Regions from separate parts of the Mus musculus genome. Here region 2 is linked to region 1. A link is a contact called in public HiChIP or PLAC-seq data. All regions are on one chromosome and are shown on one strand. The core of a region is the stretch at or near the end of the contact, and the rest is flanking DNA. Distances in the headings are between cores, read along the strand shown.

Region 1 (4,983 bases), core at 2,449-4,948:
CTCCCTCCAGCCCACTGGGCAAACACTTCTTCCCCATCTCCCCCCATGCCTGCCATCCGTTCCCCATGCTCTGAGGCACCAAGTTGCTTTGTCACTCAGCATTATCTTATGGTCCTGCATCTTGACAAATGTCAGGTACTCTTCCTGCATTCAGCAGACCCCTAGTCACCCTTCAGAACCTTGCTAAACATGGTCCCTCAGGAGGCATCTCCATCCTTCTCCCACTCTTGAACCCATATCTCTTCTCTCTTTCTCCTTCATTTTACTTACTATTCATTTGTTTAATAGTCTGTCACTATGTGAGTGTGGGGAGGGGGATATGTGTTTGTGTGTGTGCATGTGTGTATGTGTGCTTGTGTGCTTGTGTGCTTGTGTGCTTGTGTGCATGTGTGTATGTGTGCATGTGAGGGCCAGAAGTCAATCTCAGGTCCCATTCTCCAGAACCATTTGCTTTGGTTTTTGAAACAGGTTCTCTCACTGGAGCCTGGGCCTTACTGATGAGGCTAGCCTAGATGGCTAGCAAGCTCCAGGAATCTACATCCACCACCACCACCACCACCATCACCACCACCACCCCCCAGGGGAGAGAATTGCAAACATAAGTCAGCGTGCTGGTTTTTTAATGTGTTCTGAGATCAACCTTAGGCCCTCACACTTGCACAGCAAGCCCTTCACCTACTAAGCTATCTCAGGGTTACAGTTCAAAATGACCACAGCATCTAGGCTTCGGTCTCTTGGTTGGTTGACTGATACCCCTGCTCCTCCCCACAGAGTGATCCTCCTATAGGCAGGGGTGACCCTTTTCTTCCCACCCTCTGTCCCGCATGCCCAGCCTCGTGCCTGAGTCAAAACAAGCAACTAATTGAATTGAACTGAGATTGAAAATGAAAACAAATGTCACAGAGAGCGCTAGAATAAGGGGAGACAAGCACTAATGTTGTGGAAGTCTATTACGGAGCAATCAACCAGACCGTGTTTTTCTAATACAGATTAGAAAGCTGGCATAGCGGCAGGATGGAGCAGCAGTGGGGATTGGCGCCCTCTGGACATCTGCCAGGTGTCTCATCTGATAAATCCTTGCCTAATCCTGGCAGCACGGAAATACTGGCAGGCGATAGCATGGTAGAATCTTCAGGAGGAGAACAGGAGGAGGTGGGGCCCGAGGAGGTGTTCACTGTGCAAGCATGTGGGTCTGAGTCCTAGAGTTCATGAGAAGAAGCTAGGCATCATGCCATGTGCTTGTAATTCTGGGGAAGCAATAGCTGGAACTCCCTGGACAATCTCTTTGTATCTGTGTATACGTGCTTGTAATTACTTCATCTTACTTTATTTGGACAAATGTGTGCTCGCTGTATGCACCAATAGGGTGCCTCCTTACACTCTTCCTGATTACCCTTTAATACAGCAACAAAGCAGGGGATCCATTTTGACACCAAATCTTATTTGGGTGCCGATATCAAAGTCCCTGAGGTAACCAAATAAGTGGCCAGCTACAGCTACACTGTCCAATCCCTTTAGGTAAAGAGACTCACATACACAAACACCTTACATGGGAACACATCCTGCAGGGAGCACCTTCCGACCCTCACTCCATTTCCTTCCAGAGCAAAAGAGATTCCAGTGGCCTCACTCCTCAGCTATTGAAGCTGAGGTCCGGAGAGAGAAAGACCCTGGGTATCACAAGCCTAAGGCATCTTGAGAAGCAAGGGCCAGAAGTCAATGCTCTGTCTGCCTGTCTCTCACCATAGAGGGGGTTTCTCTAAAGGGAGTGGAGATTGGGGAAAAGAGTCTTCTTACAGATCCTTGAGGGAACCCCTCTGATGATGCCAAGGCCAGGTCAAGGTAATACGCTCAGTCCAGACAAGTCCAGACAAGTCATGGCATTTGGGGCCACACCACTGCCAGCACAACCACGCAGAAGGCTGAATCCATTCATCCACAGTTACTAATTGCCCTCTAGGAGACAGCAACAATAAGAAAGATGTGTTCATCACATTGAACTTGGGACTCAGTCTCTCTAGATCTCCCCAATCCATGACTAAGGAAGAAAAAGACAGCAACCTAAAACTGCAAGAGACAAGGAGAGGAAGTCGCCAAATGTCACCAGAGGCTTTCTTCCTGACTGCAATAGAATGTCCGTCAGAAAGGGAGACATGTAGTATGGGTGACAGCCCAGGGGATGCAGCCCATCATGGCGAGGAAGGCAGGGCAGTGGGGAATTTCACGATGCTGGGAGCAGAAACAGCTTGCTGATAGCTGGGGAGAGCGGGAAGCAGAGAATGTTCAGGCAGGAACTGAAGCTGGGCTGTGACCCTCAGGGCTCCCTCCTGAGCACCCACCTCCTGAAGACACCCCTCCCAGCCAGTCTGTAGGAGACACTTCACATCCAAAATCCAACAGTAGGTAAAACTCTTCAGAAACTCAATGTCTTAGGGTTTTACTTCTGTAAACAGACATCATAACCAAGGCAACTCTTTGAAGGACAACATTTAATTAGGACTGGCTTACAGGTTCAGTCCAGTATCGCCAAGGCAGGAGCATGGCAATGTCCAAGCAAGCCTAGTTCAGGAGGAGCTGATAGTTCTACATCTTCATCTGAAGGCCACAAGGAGAATCTGGCTTCCAGGGAGCTAGAATGAAGGTCTTAAAGCCCACGCCCACAATGACACACTCCCTCCTACATGGCCACACCTACTCAAAAAAGCCACAATTCCTAATAGTGCCACTCCCTGGGCCAACCATATTCAAACTATCAACAGTCAAGGATGCTGGGGGGCAGTCTGGTAGCTTCCCCTGTCACCTCCCCTACTTCCAGTCATTACCGGCAAAATCCCACAAAGGGTATACAAGAGTCATCTGAAACAAAACTTCAAGTGTGTAACATTCCTATTCAAAAGTCTTCAATGGGAGCTGGAAAGATGGCTCAGTTAGTAAAGTGCTTACCTTGTAAGTATGAGGACCCAAGTTCGATTCCCCAGAACCCACTTAAAAACAAAACAAAACAAAACAAAACAAAAAACAAAATAAACAAAAAAACAAACAAAAAAACCTCAGGAGGCTAGAGAGATGGCTCAGCAGTTAAGAGCACTGACTGTTCTTCCAGAAGACTCAGTTCAGTTCCACATGATGATTCACAATTGTCTGTAACTCCAATTCCAGAGGATCTGAAGTCATCTTCTGGCCTCTGTGGGCACAAGTCAGTCACATGATACATAGACATTCGTGCAGGCAAAGCATCCATACACATAAAATAAAATAATAAGGTTTTCAATTTAAAATGGGGGTGTGGTAATGTGCTATTCACCCATTGGGGAGGCAGAGACAAGAGGGTCCCTGGAACTCATTGATCAGGCTGTCTAGCCTCCCTGGTGAGCTCTAGGCTAGAGAAAGATCCTGTCTCAAAAGGAAAAAGGTAGACAGAATCTGACAAACAACACCTAAGGTTGAACAGGTACACAGAAATGCTCATGCATGTATGCATACACACAGTCACACATCCATGCACAAGTGAGCATGCGCACACACAGTCTTCAAGGAAGAAATCTCTGCTCCTCAGCCAGGAAGACTTTCTGAACACAGTGCAGCCAGCAGCCAGTCCAGCCCTAGCCATTTCTCAGCAAACCCTCTTCATCTCAGAGGCCACAACCTGCCTGCAGCTTTCCCCAGTGGCCCAAGCCCTTCCTCACCCCAGTGCCTTTGCACCTGCTGTTTCTGCTGCTGGAGCCTGATACCCTCCCATGGGGGACACCTCCTTCTCAACCTTCATCAGTTCAGACCCCACAGACTTCCCCAGGCTTCATGAAGCTCCCCTCTTTGCTCCTCCTAAGTGATAAAGATGACAGAACTTTATCATTTATCTCTTCCCCTCCTCTCATGCCCACTCCCCTAACCAGATGGCCATCTCTTTGAAGACAGATATTCTATCTGAATTTATTTTACATGTTTTCAGAGTGAAAACAAGAAAAATATTTTTACAAATGTGCTGAAGGCAGAAGTGTCTGAAAGCAAATGTTTTACACAAAGCAGAATAATTATGAAGATTATAATAGCATCAACTATTTTGAAGTATAAAGTACGACTAAGCACAATTCAGGCCTGGCTCTTGCTATGCTTTTAACACTCAGAGGAAGTTCAGCTTCAAATGCTCTTCCACCCCTTCCTTCTGCCCTTGGATGAGGCAAACAGGCCTGAGAAAGATCACAGAGAGAGGGAGGGAGGGAGGGAGAGGGAGAGAGAGACAGAAAGACAGAGAGACAAAGAAGGATAGAGACAGAGGCACAGAGACAGAGCTACAGAGAGAGGGGGACAGAGACTGTGTGTGTGTGTGTGTGTGTATGTGTGTGTGTGTTAGAGCCTTGATGTTGGTGTGGCTGGCCATTTATTATCCCCCTGAACTCAAGGTGATCTTGAGCCTCTGGGATAGGTGAGGATGTGTCACAATAATACGAGGATAGTATTAAAGACATGGCTAGCACCCAGTAAACACTCAGTATTGACACCTCTTTCCTCAAGCAGTAACTTCTGACTACTGGCTTAGCACCTTGTTCTTCAGGAAGCAAACTGAAGTCTTAGTTGTGTTGGGATTCAGACCCCATACAAACAGCTGAAGTGCATATTTAACATACAAGGTGACCCTGGCCTCCAGGTTCCCCCAGCATCCCTCAGTCCCTACCTGGCAAACCCATCTCTGCCCTGAACTTTCCAGCCTGGGGCTGGACTTTCCTTCCTCCAGATGCTCCTCCCTATAGAATCCAGACATCTTGGTTGCCCCCCCCACCTCTGCATTCCCCCCCCCTCCTCTTTCTCTCTCTCCACACACTCATGCTCTTTTTCTCTTTCTCTTCTCCCTCCCCTCAGTCTCCCTCCCCATAGCGACTTCCCTGGCCAGCCTCCCAGTGGCTTCCCAGTAAACCTTTATATACTCTAATTCAGCTTTAATTGGCTTATTCCACCGGTGGAGAATAACTTAGCAAGTTGGACACA
Region 2 (4,931 bases), core at 973-3,472, 210 kb before region 1:
CTCCTCTTATGGATAAGAAAATTGGAGCATAAAGAAATTAAGCATTTTCCCCAAGATTAAGTGTTCAGAAAATGAGTAATAGGGCTGGTGAGATGGCTCAGTGGGTAAGAGCACCCGACTGCTCTTCCGAAGGTCAGGAGTTCAAATCCCAGCAACCACATGGTGGCTCACAACCATCCATAACGAGATCTGAAGCCCTCTTCTGGAGTGTCTGAAGACAGCTACAGTGTACTTACATATAATAAATAAATAAATCTTTAAAAAAAAAAAGAAAATGAGTAATAATGCAAAATTTGAACTCAAGAGTCTTGAGTTCAGAACCAGCGTTTTTACCCCTCTCATTTACTCTAAGATCTTATGATCATTGATGTAACATTTCTGCGGTGATGGAACATCTGGGCTGGTAAAGGGAGACACGGAAGCAGCTTCAGGACATCACAGCAGGCACTCAGAGCACAGATGTGCTCTTCTTCTGCCTGCTCACATTATCCTCTGTTCCTTATCCCTAGTGACGTTTCACTCAATGGTTTAAAATCAAATCACAGATTACAACCTAGCAGGTACCTTTCCAGTGGTCATTGACTACTGCTTGAAAGAATAAATAGAGGAAACATTTGTCAGATGAACAAACACAGACCTGTGGGAAGCACCTGAGAAAAGGAGGCACTGCAAATAAAAATAGGCTCTTTTCATTCATTTTTAATTCGTGCATGTGTGCACATGTGTGAGTGTGCGTGTGCATGTGCTTACAGGGGTGTAGGTGCCCACAGAAGGTGGAAGAGAGTGCCTGATATCCTGGAGCTAGAGTCACATGCAACTATCTAATGTGGGTGCTCGGAATCAAACTCCAGGCCTCTTTAATAGCCACAAGTGCTGTTACCCACTGAGCCATCTCTCTAGCACCCACAACACGCCCTTACACTAGGGATCATTTCTGTCTGATTCTCCACTCACGATCCTCCTGCTGCAGCTGCGATGGCCTTGCCTTGTAACACCCTTAGTCAGCCAGGAAAAGGAAACAAGAACAATCTCTGCTGATCACTGAAGCTGGGCAATGAAATAAGAGAGAAGGTGAGTATGCATATGTGTTTTCAGCCATATTTTCCATCTGAGAGAGGCAGCCTGTGTGTCTCGAGGGAGCTGCATAAAGCTTTATGCTAATATATAGCCAAGAGCCAAAGATGAGAGATAGACAGAAATTACTTCTGACATCGTTCAAGTCTCTGTCCACAGACACTTAACCTCTCTGAGCTATCACTTCTCTTTTATTAAATGTTGTGATGGGGCGAGAGGAATCATTACATCTCACAAGAGAAGGGGTTCTCATCAGATAGAAGCAATGGAGCAGGAAGAAAGCTGTCAGTCCCTTATGCATTCATTCACCCATGGCTCCAAGCAGGAAAGCTCAGGACCAGGTGGAAACTAGCTCCCCCTGTGCTCACAATCTATGAAATGCTGACTCCTGACCACAAGCATTGTGCCTTTATAGGTGAAATGAAAGGGTATACCTCTGTTGGTTGGTTTTAATTATGAATGCAAATAACATAGAATCGCCTAGAAAGAGAATTTCCATTGCCATCAACTGGCTAGCAGCTCTGTACTGAAGAAGCTGTGGAGTACAGATGAGTTCCAAAAACAGGATGAGTCTAAGGAAGGAACTATTGTGGTTACCCGGAACTGTGAATTGTCCTCTCATGTTCAGCACACTTGGAGGCCACCATAACAGTTCAGGAAGCTGAGCTGTATGGTCCTTCTGCCCTTATGTTCTTGTTCTGCATATGAGATACGTTCTGACACTTTCTATTTTGTTCCTTTAAAAAAAAAGCATGTACTGTAGTGTTAACACCACAATCCCCTGATGGGTTGCAGCCTGTTGTTTAAAGAGCTTGGCTCTCTACTGTGGCTACAAAGCCTTCTCTGCTGGGATTTGTATCAAATAAGTTCATTATGTCCAAGGTCACAAACTTATTCCCTGATATGACATGAAGGGATTCATTTAATCTGAGCCTTGCATGGTTGACTAGCCTGTGTTTTTAAAATATATCAAAAACAGGAGCTGGAGAGATGGTTCTGTGGTCAAAGTGTTTGTTCCACAACCGTGAGGACCTGAGTTTGATCCCCAGAATATAAATTTTGAAAAGCCAGGTGTGGTAGCAGCTGTGCTTATGATACCAGTGCCAGAGAGAGGGAGGCACCAAGATTCCTGTGGCTTCCTCTCCAGCCATGAGCCTCTCAAAAACTAAGGTAGGAACCACAACACTCAAGGCTGTCCTCTAACCCCCACACATACCCTCAGACACAGAACACACACACACACACACACACACACACACACACACACAGAGAGAGAGAGAGAGAGAGAGAGAGAGAGGCGGGGGGGTGGGGGGAGCGGCTTCATTTCCAAAATCCTTAAACAGGGACAGGCACAGCAGGACTCTCCCTTTGATTTAACGTGGGAAGATGCAGAGATGCAAGGTTCCAACAGCAGGGTCCTTATCCTCAGGTGGCTATGACACGCTGCACTGAGTCAGTGTCTGGCTCACCCCTTGCGTGACCAGCCTTCCCCAAATCATATGGTTTCACAGAGGATGCAACTCCAAGCTCACAGGCTCACCCCAGGGTCTCTATGCCCCGCCCCATGCCATGCCTCCCACCTTTCCGTGCTTTCCACAAGGAAAGCCTATCTCCATTTGATAAATGCCCCTTTCTAAGATGCAGGTCAGTGTAATTTTCCAGAAGGTTAGAAGGAGTGACTGCCCAGGGAAAGCGTGCTTATTATTTCAAATGCCACCCGTCCCCTTCGCTAACATCTACAGAGTTATTTACAACTTGAATCCTGCTACACCTGTCAGTGTGTCTGACCTGCTTCCCTGGCCTCCTGTCATCAGACCTCCAGCCCAGAGGGGAGCAGGTGCTCAGGGGTGTTGCCTTCCAGAGCCAAGATGGCCTCTAACTCAAAGAAAAGCCGCTATTATGAGCAGTATCTCTACCTACGCGCATGCTTTTAAAAAAGTCACCAATAAAATCTACTTATCTTGAAGTATGGAGGGTTATTGATTGAGTCAAAGTAGCTGCAATTGTTTACTTCATTTTCAGCTTGTTCAGCCAAAGATTTAAAATTCAATATTAATGTATTACACTAGCACATTTTTTAAAAAAAAATCTTCTGTGTATAATAAGGGACAATTCTTTGTGACTGGATCATCGTCCTTAATGAAATGTTGTGGAACAAATATTCATTCCTTATGGCTAAGAACTTAGAGCAAAGATGAAGGCTGGTGAGGTGGTTTAGAGGTGATTGCTGCCAAGCCTGATTACCGAAATTCAATACCTGGGATCCACATAGTAGAATGAAAGAATCAATTCCCACAAGTTGTCCTCTGACCTCCATTAGCATGTGCCATAACATATACACAGTTAGTAAATAAATTTTAATAATTTTATTAATTTATTATTTAATAAATACAAATTAATAAGATTTTAAATGTAAAAATAATAAATACAAAATAATAGGTACATAAAAATAATGAAACCTGTCATCTCTTCAACATGCTTATAGAATATGTGGTTTATGGCATTTTGTTATATAAAATTACCTATACATGTTTCTATATAGTTTCTATATACAGTTTATGTGATTTTACATAGTTTACCATTTTTTATATATGGGTCAATCACTAGAATCTCCGTAAGTTAGATATTGGAGAATTATTTTCTCTTTACCAGTAGGGAAACTGAGGCTGAAGGCTTCAGTGACTTTCCCAAGGCCGTTGTCACAAACAGAGCCAAGACTGGACTTAGGGTTTGCCCATTCTTGGGAGACCCCTTGGAACAAAAGGGTCACTCTATCCAGTGCTTTCATGGGAATCATTTTGCAGCCAAGGGCATCATCATTTGTACCCTAAGCTGAAGCAAAGTATCCAAATTATTTAATAAGGTGACTGCAAAGAACTACATTGTCATGAACTTCTGACCTCCAGTATAAATTCCAGAATTAAAGAAATTCCACATTCTTTTTCAGAGGCCCAAGAAAACTTGGTCTCAAATCCTGAAGTAGTTGATCAGTTTGATACTAGAGTGTCATATTTAATAGGAGCCAATTCTATTTCCTTTGTGAGTCTGTTTCCACATCTTTAAAAAAAAAAAGGATATGGGTAATGTGTAACTCCATAGTCTTATGGTAGGAATAAAAACAAGGAAAAAAGTGTCAGGCTGTGGTGGCTGGATCTGTACTAAACAAATGTTAGATGTGATCACAGCTGGAAAGCTATTTTGAGAGCTACAAAGGCCTTAGATAAGAATATATGGTCCAGAGATCACCTTTACCTTTGGGACAAAAGGGTCACTCTTCATTGTGGATAAAACACACCTTTTATCCACAATGCCAGCACACACACACACACACACACACACACACACACACACACACACGCCACTCCTCTTGCATGGGTAGAGCTGTCATCCAGTCTTGGAAAAGCAGACAACTGAAAGGTGGTTTTTGTCAGGCTGTAGAATCCTTCTGGAGAAACCTTTGAATTCCCCTCGCTGATTCCAAGATGAACCTCCTTCCCCTCTAGCCCTCAACTCCTAGAACCTCTGTCCATGTAAACTTCCAACCCTCAAGTATTACTTTTCTCATACCTGGGACAAAATATCTACAAAAAGCAACTTAATTATTTTTTAAAAAGATTTACTTTGGTTTACAGTTATATATATACGAGAAGGTGTAGTCACAGAAGTGAGAGGTTTCTGGTCATGTGGTCCCAGGAGATAGAGAGCAATGGATACTGGAGCACTGCCCTCTTTCTCTTCTTTATTCAGTCCAGGGACCCAGCCTTTGGGATGGCGCCCACATGCAGGGTGTCTCTCGCCACCCCTCCACCCCCACCAATTAAATGTGCTCACAGGTATGTCTGCTAAGTGATTCAAGA

Evidence for each region. HiChIP or PLAC-seq counts read pairs in DNA pulled down with a chosen protein or histone mark.
Region 2: a contact with region 1 is called in an H3K4me3 HiChIP or PLAC-seq map of the 230-238 cell line, with 4 times the contacts expected there. The contact joins two enhancer-like sites. A contact is called at or near these places in 4 of 484 Hi-C or Micro-C datasets (embryonic stem cells, nephron progenitors and pre-B cells) and 2 of 115 datasets of contacts at active chromatin or transcription factors (the 230-238 cell line and fibro-adipogenic progenitors).

The regions. Positions count from the first base shown.
Region 1 is chr7:116,709,491-116,714,473 of GRCm38.p6, reverse strand. No RefSeq gene overlaps it. Among named protein-coding and RNA genes, the nearest start is that of Gm39074, 5.7 kb to the left of the region's middle. Within about 2 kb of position 3,698, at least 6 of the 459 cell types and tissues checked have an H3K27ac peak or open chromatin away from gene starts, as enhancers often do. A contact at or near this core is called in the 230-238 cell line, where this site is marked.
Region 2 is chr7:116,922,057-116,926,987 of GRCm38.p6, reverse strand. No RefSeq gene overlaps it. Among named protein-coding and RNA genes, the nearest start is that of Gm26054, 28 kb to the left of the region's middle. Within about 2 kb of position 2,222, at least 4 of the 459 cell types and tissues checked have an H3K27ac peak or open chromatin away from gene starts, as enhancers often do. A contact at or near this core is called in the 230-238 cell line, where this site is marked.